Linked DNA regions of Triticum aestivum: region 1 is linked to region 2. Evidence: chromatin contacts called from public Hi-C data. All regions are on one chromosome and are shown on one strand. Each heading gives the region's core, a stretch centred on a gene start, on an enhancer-like site or on the middle of the called end of the contact. The rest is flanking DNA. Distances are from core to core; before and after follow the strand shown. Region 1 holds the start of LOC123085331. Region 2 holds the start of LOC123085327.

Region 1 (4,224 bases), core at 183-2,682, 180 kb before region 2:
TGGCTGCTGGGCTATGGAGGTGCGGAGGATCTCGGCCCCTTGCTGGCGGGAGGGACCCGTTATCGTTCTTGTTACTTTTAGTGTCTTGGTTGGGGCTATGTGACGGCGGCGATGTCACTTAGTAGGAATAATGTTTTCCACGTTCTATCCTCGTCCCGACGGTGCGTCTAGCATTGTCAGAGGGCGTGTAGAGGTGAGTCTCCGTCGGATCCTGTAGGACTCGATCAGTGCTGATTTCCGGTGGATTTGTTGAGATCCGGTCCTCATTCGCCTTTGTTTTGGTGTTTACAAATTTGATCTTTTCGATCCATGACTTTGTTCATTAACGCTGGTTGCTGCTTTTGTGTGATGGTCTTACATAACCTTAGCATGACGACTTTCCGACTATATATTACGACAAAGTTTGCCTGGTTTTAGAAAGGGAGAGGCAATGACGGCCGGGTGCCTTCGACCCGCTCCACTGCTCGCAGCCGTTGCTAGTTAGGCTACGGACTTGATTGTAATTTGTATCGTGTCTGGTTTTTTTTATCATCATAATTAAAAAATGAATGGATTGAAAGTTTCTAAAAGAATACGATAGCAAAACTGCGCCATGATATGATGTAGTACGAGAGTAGCAAAAGCGAGCGGGGAGGGACACGTACCCCGCAAACCCCGATGGAACGAATTGCTGCGCCGCTCGGTCCGTGTCGTGTCCTGCTCACGGCGCGCTCCGCGGGCGACATGCTCGGAGTGTCCGGCTTTACACCCTGTCCCATGGGCCCACGGCGGCACGGGATCGCCGCCGAGCGAACGATTATTATACAGAATAAACAAATTATCTGACCTAGGACTGATTAGGGAACGAGTAGTAAGCAAGGCATCACCCGGCGGCCGTAGACGATGTCACGGTGGCGCTGGTAAGCAACTAAGCAAGACATCACCCACCCGGCAAGGCGCCCGTAGACGATGGATGCCACGGTGGCGTTCTTTCATGGCATGGCTAGTGGTTGATTGGTTGGACCTTTTGCCGCTGAAAAATAATCGACGCCAAGAAGGTTCATTTGTTCCCCCCAATGGCAAAATCAAAATCATCAATCAAGAGACCTGCCAAAGTAAACTCTGAATCACCGCAGCAGCAGGTGAGAGTGAGACGTGGACATACCAATGTACGTATTCACCAGCCAAGTTGGCTACGCGCGACTGCGTGGAATATCAGGGTCCATACGAATAGGCTGCGGTAATAACCTGTGACCACGATCTACTTCCACTTTTGGGGTTCCCGGCTGACCCTTTTGATATTCTCCTCTGCAGGCGCTTTCCCGTGTAACTTTTCCGTCAGTTCGTTTGACCAGGCCCCCGCCCGCAGCACGTTCGTTCACGGAGTGCAGTTACTCCGACCTCGTGCCGGGGTGGGACTTTGGATCCTACGACTCCTACCCTACTCCCCAAAACAGAAGATCACACAGCACATCACAGTCCAGACTCCGTAGTCCACAAGAAACGATCCATCGCCCCCTCGCCTTCGTCCTCTTCTCCTCTCTTTTCTTCCTCGCCTGCGATTGGTCTGCGCAATATAAGGAGGCGAGGGGAGAGAAAGAGACGACCCATCATCGCCCGTCGGTCGTCCAGCGTCAAGGCCAGCTAGCAGCGCGGCCATGGGGTTCTTCACCAGGAGCACCTCCAAGCAGACCGCCAAGCTCAAGTCCCTCGTCAAGCTCGCCGTCGCGCGCCTCGCCGTCGTCCGCCGGCCCCGCCTCGGCCGCCGCTCCATTGCGCGCGGCGACGTCGCGCAGCTCCTCTCCATTGGCCACCTCGACCGCGCTCTCGCCCGGGTACGTGCGTCCGTCTCCTCCGCCATACAAGCCCCTAATCAAATTTTCAAGTTCCCCTTGCCGTACGGCTGTACTGACACCGAACGGCGTGTGTGTGCTGCTGCGCAGGCGGAGCAGGTCATGGAGGAGGACAGCGTGCTGGAGGCGCTGGACATCATCGAGCACTACTGCAAGGTCCTCGTCGAGCACTCTGCCCAGCTGGAGAAGCCCAAGTACTTCCACGTTCCTGCTCTCTTGGTTTCTCCTCTGACCGTACGTTACGGCGTGAGATTCTAATTTGTTGATTATTCGATGGCATTCAGAGAGTGCGGCGAGGACATCAAGGCGGCGGCGGCGGGGCTGATTTTCGCGTCGGCGCGCTGCGGCGAGCTGCCGGAGCTGCTGGACGCGCGCGCCATCCTGGCAAGCAAGTTCGGCCGGGAATTCGAGCGGGCGGCCAAGGAGGGCTCCCAGGCTGTCGTCAATCCCACGGTAGGTTCGTCTGCTCCAGCTGCTTCACGTGCCGCCTCGCCAACCGTCGCCGGGTGGTGGTGGTGGTGGTGGTGGACCGGAGCTGGGATTTAAGAGGGTTGGTGCTGTTGCAGTTAGTGCAGAGGTTATCGGGCGAGAAGGCGAGCGCGGAGCAGCAGAGGAGGTTGGCCAGGGAGATCGCCGCCGAGAACGGCATCTTGCTCGACTTCCCCGACGGCCCAGGAGAGGTCCATCAGGTTGGTTGCAGCCTGCACGACTCATCTTGTTCATGCGAATTTTGTGATGAGATATTCTCTCATGATTCAGTCGGCATAATGCTATGGCATTTATGTGATCTGGGATGCAGAGTAAACAGAATGAACAACCCAAGAAGGTGCCGGCGCCGGTGCCGGCCGAGAAACCTGTCGAACAGCTTGAGGTCAAGACCGAAACTTCCGAGGTCAGTTCGTCAGTGTCATGTCATCGGACAAAAGATCATCAGGCATTCCCATTTGTAATCTAAATGGCGAGAAATTCAATGTGTGCCAGGCGCAGAGGAGGCAGAGGCTTGCTGATGATGACATGAGCCGGTCGAACCTTGCCCGTCAGAGAGCAGAGGAGAAGGCGTCGAGGGAATCCAAGAAGTACGACGATGTCAGGATGGCGGCGGAGGCAGCGTTCGAGTCAGCGTCGTTCGCTGCCATGGCCGCCCGGGCGGCCGTGGAGCTGTCCCGGACGGAGTCGCAGGGGAAGGGGCCGAGAGGCGGCGGCCGCGGGCACGATAAGGTCCATCCTTTGCAGAGTTCTGGAGCAACCGAGCGGGAGACACGGCCGCCGGGGAGGCCCCAGAAGCCTCCGTCTCCGTCGCCGTCGCCGTCGTGGAGCGACAAGAGCACGGTGTCCTCGGTATGGTCGGACGCACCAGCACGAGACCCGCCATCACCGCCGAAGGGGAAGAGCATTGTGTTCGACCGGAGCGACGGGGAGGACGACGATGTCGTGGAGGACCTCGTCTGGACTCCGCAGCTGCGCCGGCCTCCCCACAACAGGAGAACGGCCTCCGCAATGGGCATGGACGGCGTCGGCGGCAACGGCAACACGCGCGCGGAGTTCCAGGACAGCGTGCCCAACGGCTCAGGAGAAGCGCGGCCGGCGCACAGGAGGCACGCCGGCGGGGGCGCGCGCCGCGAGGCCCCGGAGCAGGCCGGCCAGTACAGAGCCCCTCCGTACAGGAGGAGCCCCGCGGCCGGCGCAGGCGGCAACGCCGAGGCGTACGAGAGCTCGGCGTTCGTGGCCCGCGCGCCGTACGCGAGGATCACGTCGGCGCTGGAGGGCGGCAACGAGCACATCGCGCGGCACGAGGAGGTGCGCAGGATGGGCACCGACGCGCGGGTGCTCCAGGAGCAGGTGTACGGCGCCGCCGCGCCCGGGCCGGGGCGCGCGCCCCTGACGCCGGACAGGAGGGCCATCTCGGTGCGCACCAGGAGATGACGTCAGTTTGGTACAGCAGTACATTCGTCAGTTCAGACTTGGGTCGACTGGAAAATGGGACGCCGGAAACGGCGTCGCCGGCAGCCCGGCACGGCGGCGGTTTCCCGGACTGGGCTGGGAAATCAGACGTGGGGTACGACGCTGAATTTTTTTGTACATAGGAAAGTGAGGGTCATTGACTCATTGACATGTGAGTAAATTGTCCATTGTTTTGTTGTGTGTTGCAACGGGAGGAGTTTTGCGTGGCGTGTGTTCTTGAGGCCGAGATGGGTTGCCTTGGATGCACAACTGTTTATGTTGCAACGCACACAACTCGGCTGGTTTGTCAGTCAGGAAGCACGCATTTGTGATGGTGAGCTAGAGCCTGGAGAACTGGCTGGACGAACCGACGCTGCTTGATTTGCCTGGTGATTTGAGGCAATAATAGCCTCGAGGAATACTTCATCGCTCAATTATATTACAATCCACC
Region 2 (4,464 bases), core at 744-3,243:
TGTGGTAGGTGTACCATATGGATGCCTTTCTGTTTGTTTACCAGCATGCGGCATTTCGACAATTATTGGCCTTGGGGCAGTAGTAGTAGTAGTTGTAAGCATTGCGGTCATTTCACCAAACTAATGTAGGATGTAAATATATGTTCTATACTTGCAATGCCGTATTGTCTCCTCAGTGCTCATGCATATTGCTACTACTCAAGTTTCCTGTATCAGACACCTTTTTCCTGTTTAAAGGTAATGATTCCAGCAAAGATGAGCCAGATGAACTGGTTCCTCCAGCTGTTGATGGTTTGTGCAGAGTACATAAAAGAATAACAGATGGTTTAGACACTGAAACCACTAACCTCAGCAAGGTGCTGGTCCTGCAGGGCCAACACAGCTACTTATGCCAGCTTCCCAAGCCGGCATCCTGACCGGCAAGCAAGAAGCAGCCATTAAATCAATACAGAATGCTTCAATGTGTGCTCTCCGCATTCTTAGTAAGATTCATATTTAGTCTCAATGTGGCAATGCTTCACCATATTGTGACAGTATTGAGAAGGCCTCTGCTTTCGATACTAAATTTTATAGTACCTTGCTTGCAGTGGCGATTCCACTAGGGAGGTTTCAATAGGCTTAAGCCTACCCTCCAGAATCCTATTTAAGCTAAACATACCACTTGACAAATATATTCTGGTGCTTTACATGCAACAATTGCAATGCATTCGCTAATTAGACTTAGGAAATCTATGTTTTAAGCCTACCCTCCAATGTCCTGCTAGATTCGCCACTGCTTGCTTGTCATCAGCTAGCCAAGAATAGATCCATGATTTTTCTTTTGTAGTTTTATTACTGGCTATTTGCCATATGCAGTCTGTGTTATCGAACTAGTAAGTAATAAGTTGTATACATTATGACTCGTGTCTTGCATTGGTATCCTTTTCTTGTACGGATCAGGGCATTCTGGTAAACACTACTCGGTGCATAGCCAGTCAATTTCATTTCTCACAACAACTTATGTCGAGCAAAACCTGATCTGGTTTTGGCTTTGTAACCGAGGATGCATGATTTTAACATTTCATCAAACAGTTGATGGGTAACACGATTGACTTCAATACACCCTTAATAATTCTTCCACACATTTGATCATGGTCAGCACGACAAGTATGGAGTAGGGCACAAATGCTAGTGGGATGTAGTAATAGCCAAAACTAGCACCGCTGCAAGAACACCAAGGCAAGGCTATACGATAATTCTAAAGCCACAATCAGGTAGTTCTACATGTGCAATTGGCATGTGAAACACAAAGTATCATGATCATTAATTTGCGAACTTATTGAACAATAGCAACCACCGTATCATGGCAATTATCCAGCAAACATAGTAACGGCAGAATTTCTATCAGCGTCAGATCGCCATAACCCTACTAACAGTACATAAAAGAGCACAGACCCTAAAGGGGAAAAAGGAGTGCGTGAAACCTCTCTCTGGTGTCGCTCACTGAATCTTCATCTCCACAACGCTCTTGGCCTTGGGCGCGTACAGAGAGTAGACCAGCACCTGCCTCTTGGCCACCTCCAGCTGCTGCTTCCCGTCCGCGAAGGCCGCCGCCGCGGCCGGCGCGTCGGCGAGGGCGCGGTTCTCGCGGAAGGCGTCCGCCGCGCGGCGCCGCGTGTACTCGCGGATGTTGTAGTCGGAGAACTGCCTCGCCGTGCGGAGGAAGGCGCGGAAGAGGGACAGCACCTCCGTCTTGGCTGGGCCCGCCGCCGCCATGGATGCCGCCTCTCGTGCGATGAAGGCTGGAGAAGAAATCTGGCTTCGGGGGACGAGGGCTTTGGGGATTTTGGGAGAGCCGCGTAGCACAAGTCGATGTTTGCTATGGTAAATTAGCAAATACACCCTTTCTCTGAAGCTTATTGTGAACGATACCCCTTAGCCCCGCAAGGCCTCAGGGATCTGAGCCGAAGAAAATTACGGTTGGCGGGGGTTATGTGCATAAAAGCCACTACTTTCCGCTTTCGCTCCTAGTCGGCGTACTGGCTCTTGGGCGCGGTGTGAACGATGGGCTCTCTGTCGGACTCGCAGGCGAATGGCGACCGTCAGCCGCCGCCGGCGGAGGCGGAGGATGCCGGGCCGCAGGTCGAGGAGGGAGATACCGGCGAGAAGATGGAGGGCGTCGCATCCATCGCGCTGCTGCCCTCTGGCGCCATCTCCGGCCACTTCATCCGCCTCCCGGACTCCGCCTGCTACGGCCTCCAGGGCACCCGTACACATCTCTCTTCATTCACCCTTGTACTACTTGTTTATCTATTGACCCCTAATTTCTAGACGCGGGCATTGTGTGGCTGGGCTCCAACTGCATCTCGGCTTGAATCGTTTGTGTTGCCACCAAAACCCCCCTTTGTTCAGCACAAGTGATAGCAATATATTATTAGGGCTTATCTGTCTAGAAGTTTATCTTTATTTCCAACTGAATTGTGAGTTCTGCTAGATTGCTAGCATAACAGTATTCCAGTGCTGTGTAATATGCCATAGCCTGTTACATTAGGGAGTCGGTATTTTTGATCTTGTGCTATCTGAAGAATGATGCATAGTTGATATGGTATGTTCTTGATTGTACAAAGATGAATTTATGTGCTTCTATTCGCCGTCCATTGTCTTTTGCAATTGTGGACATCTTTGTCTTTACTCTTTTGTCTTTATTACAGATAAGAGAAGATATCTTTAGCTTATATTGCCGTGTCCTTTTTCTTTTCTATCATGTAAGCGATACCATGCGAGAGGGAATGTAGCCGAGGAGATGATTACCGCCTTATAAAGCTATCCATCATTAATTTTAAGGTCAGACATCTGTTATGTTCTTCTCCACCAAGCATGTATTCTACCGACAGATTATCTTCCTATCTTAGCTTACCTTCCTTTCTAAAATGATACTATCTCGGCTTATCTTGGATCTATCAGAAGTTACCTACAGATATCCTAAAAACTCAGTTATCTCTTATTCTTATATAATTTGCAGTCTGTGTGGTAGAGGTTAACCTATGCTCATGTGACAGAGGAAGACAGAGAAGGTGGTTGTGGTGGAATGCAGGGGACATGATGCTGCTCGATTACAAAACATTGACCATTTGCATGGGTAAGTCTTCTCTCATGGGTGGATTTCGTCAGAACAAAATTTAATGTTGTTGAATTTACTGTTTGCAAAAACAGTGTGGCGTGATCTGTTGATGCTCATGCCCATCAATTTTAGCTGGAAGTGCTGTTGATATATATGAAATGTGAATATAGATGGCATGTACGTCATATCCTTTCTCAGGCTATATCAAAACACTGTACCATAACTGTGTTTTTGAAAGCACTGTACTATCTGAAGTTGTTGTAATGGATTATGTTTTCAAGAAGTGCATTTATTAAATGAATGGGAATAATCCGATGAAACAGGGTATATTGGATTATTGGTCCTTGTACGCTATTTTGGGTATCTCTATTTGCAAGTGATTAATTAAGGCCAAAACACAATTTAATTATCATTGTCTTATTTTGTGATACTGTGAAAATTGCCTTGCCTCACTGGCATGGAGCTGCGCATACCTCTGTAGTATCTCTTTGCCATGATCTATAAATGTTCTGGCCTTCAGGATGTGTTTGGTTTGAGCCTAGGTTTGCTCGACCAAAAATTTGGGTATCCAAAATAAATTTTGGTGTAATCTAGATGGTTTGGTATTGTCAAATGTATCATGAGTCATGACCGGCATGGCGACAAGTTTACGTCTTCATCATGCCACTAAGCAGCCATAAATCAAGCGTTACCTGTATGAATAGACACAAACTAAACTCTTTAGTCGTTTATTGAGTTAATGCTTTAGTCTCTATTTACTGTATACAAATTCAAGTCCCTCCCCTTTTTTTCTGTGAAGGCCAACTTATGAGGTGTTCAATGTTCTTTTCTTTGAACAAAGTAGCCTTAGTGATTTCATGTTCAACTCTCAAGTGTATTGTTATGAACTTGGGTTTTGAGGAGAGGTACAGGAGGGGCTGTCGCCCCGGGACGGGAGGCAAAGTAGATGAACTATTGGTCTATTTTCTTGCTTACGTCCGAGAGTACATTACAGTCCTATTATTTAGGATGACTTGATCCACAAGTCAGATCTAGACTTGAACTCTCAATCTTACCGTATATGGACTCATCATAGTTTAAAGGATAAACTACCTAATTGCTGGACGCTTCCAAGTTTAAAGGATAAAACTAGCTACTTGAGAGATTATGTGGATCCTCTTCTTAAATTCGTGCTGCATGGGTTATGAACTATATGTACATACGTAACATAACACATATGGTTGGAATTTGATTCTGGATTGTTTAGTATTTGCTGTGTTGCTTGATAAAAGATTATTTTCACTAGTGGGTGAAGGATAGTGCTGCTGATGCTGTGAAGTAGTATTAGTTACTGTTTATAATGTTGTTTTGTGCTGTTCTCCTTA

Evidence for each region. A called contact is a pair of places that touch in the nucleus more often than the background predicts.
Region 1: a contact with region 2 is called in a Hi-C map of leaf, with 4 times the contacts expected there. The contact joins the promoter of LOC123085331 here to the promoter of LOC123085327 in region 2. A contact is called at or near these places in 2 of 5 Hi-C or Micro-C datasets (leaf and root).

Annotation. Positions count from the first base shown.
Region 1 is chr4A:89,664,361-89,668,584 of IWGSC CS RefSeq v2.1, reverse strand. LOC123085331 reads left to right here and starts at 1,432. Exons shown (of 6, transcript XM_044506959.1): 1 at 1,432-1,814; 2 at 1,923-2,026; 3 at 2,117-2,285; 4 at 2,399-2,521; 5 at 2,632-2,724; 6 at 2,814-3,982. The coding sequence starts at 1,638. The coding sequence ends at 3,755.
Region 2 is chr4A:89,486,297-89,490,760 of IWGSC CS RefSeq v2.1, reverse strand. It overlaps LOC123085327, which reads left to right and starts at 1,993. Exons shown (of 5, transcript XM_044506956.1): 1 at 1,993-2,248; 2 at 2,750-2,823; 3 at 3,039-3,118. The coding sequence starts at 2,044. LOC123085328 (LYR motif-containing protein 4) reads right to left here and starts at 1,841. Exons shown (of 1, transcript XM_044506957.1): 1 at 1,280-1,841. The coding sequence starts at 1,755. The coding sequence ends at 1,480.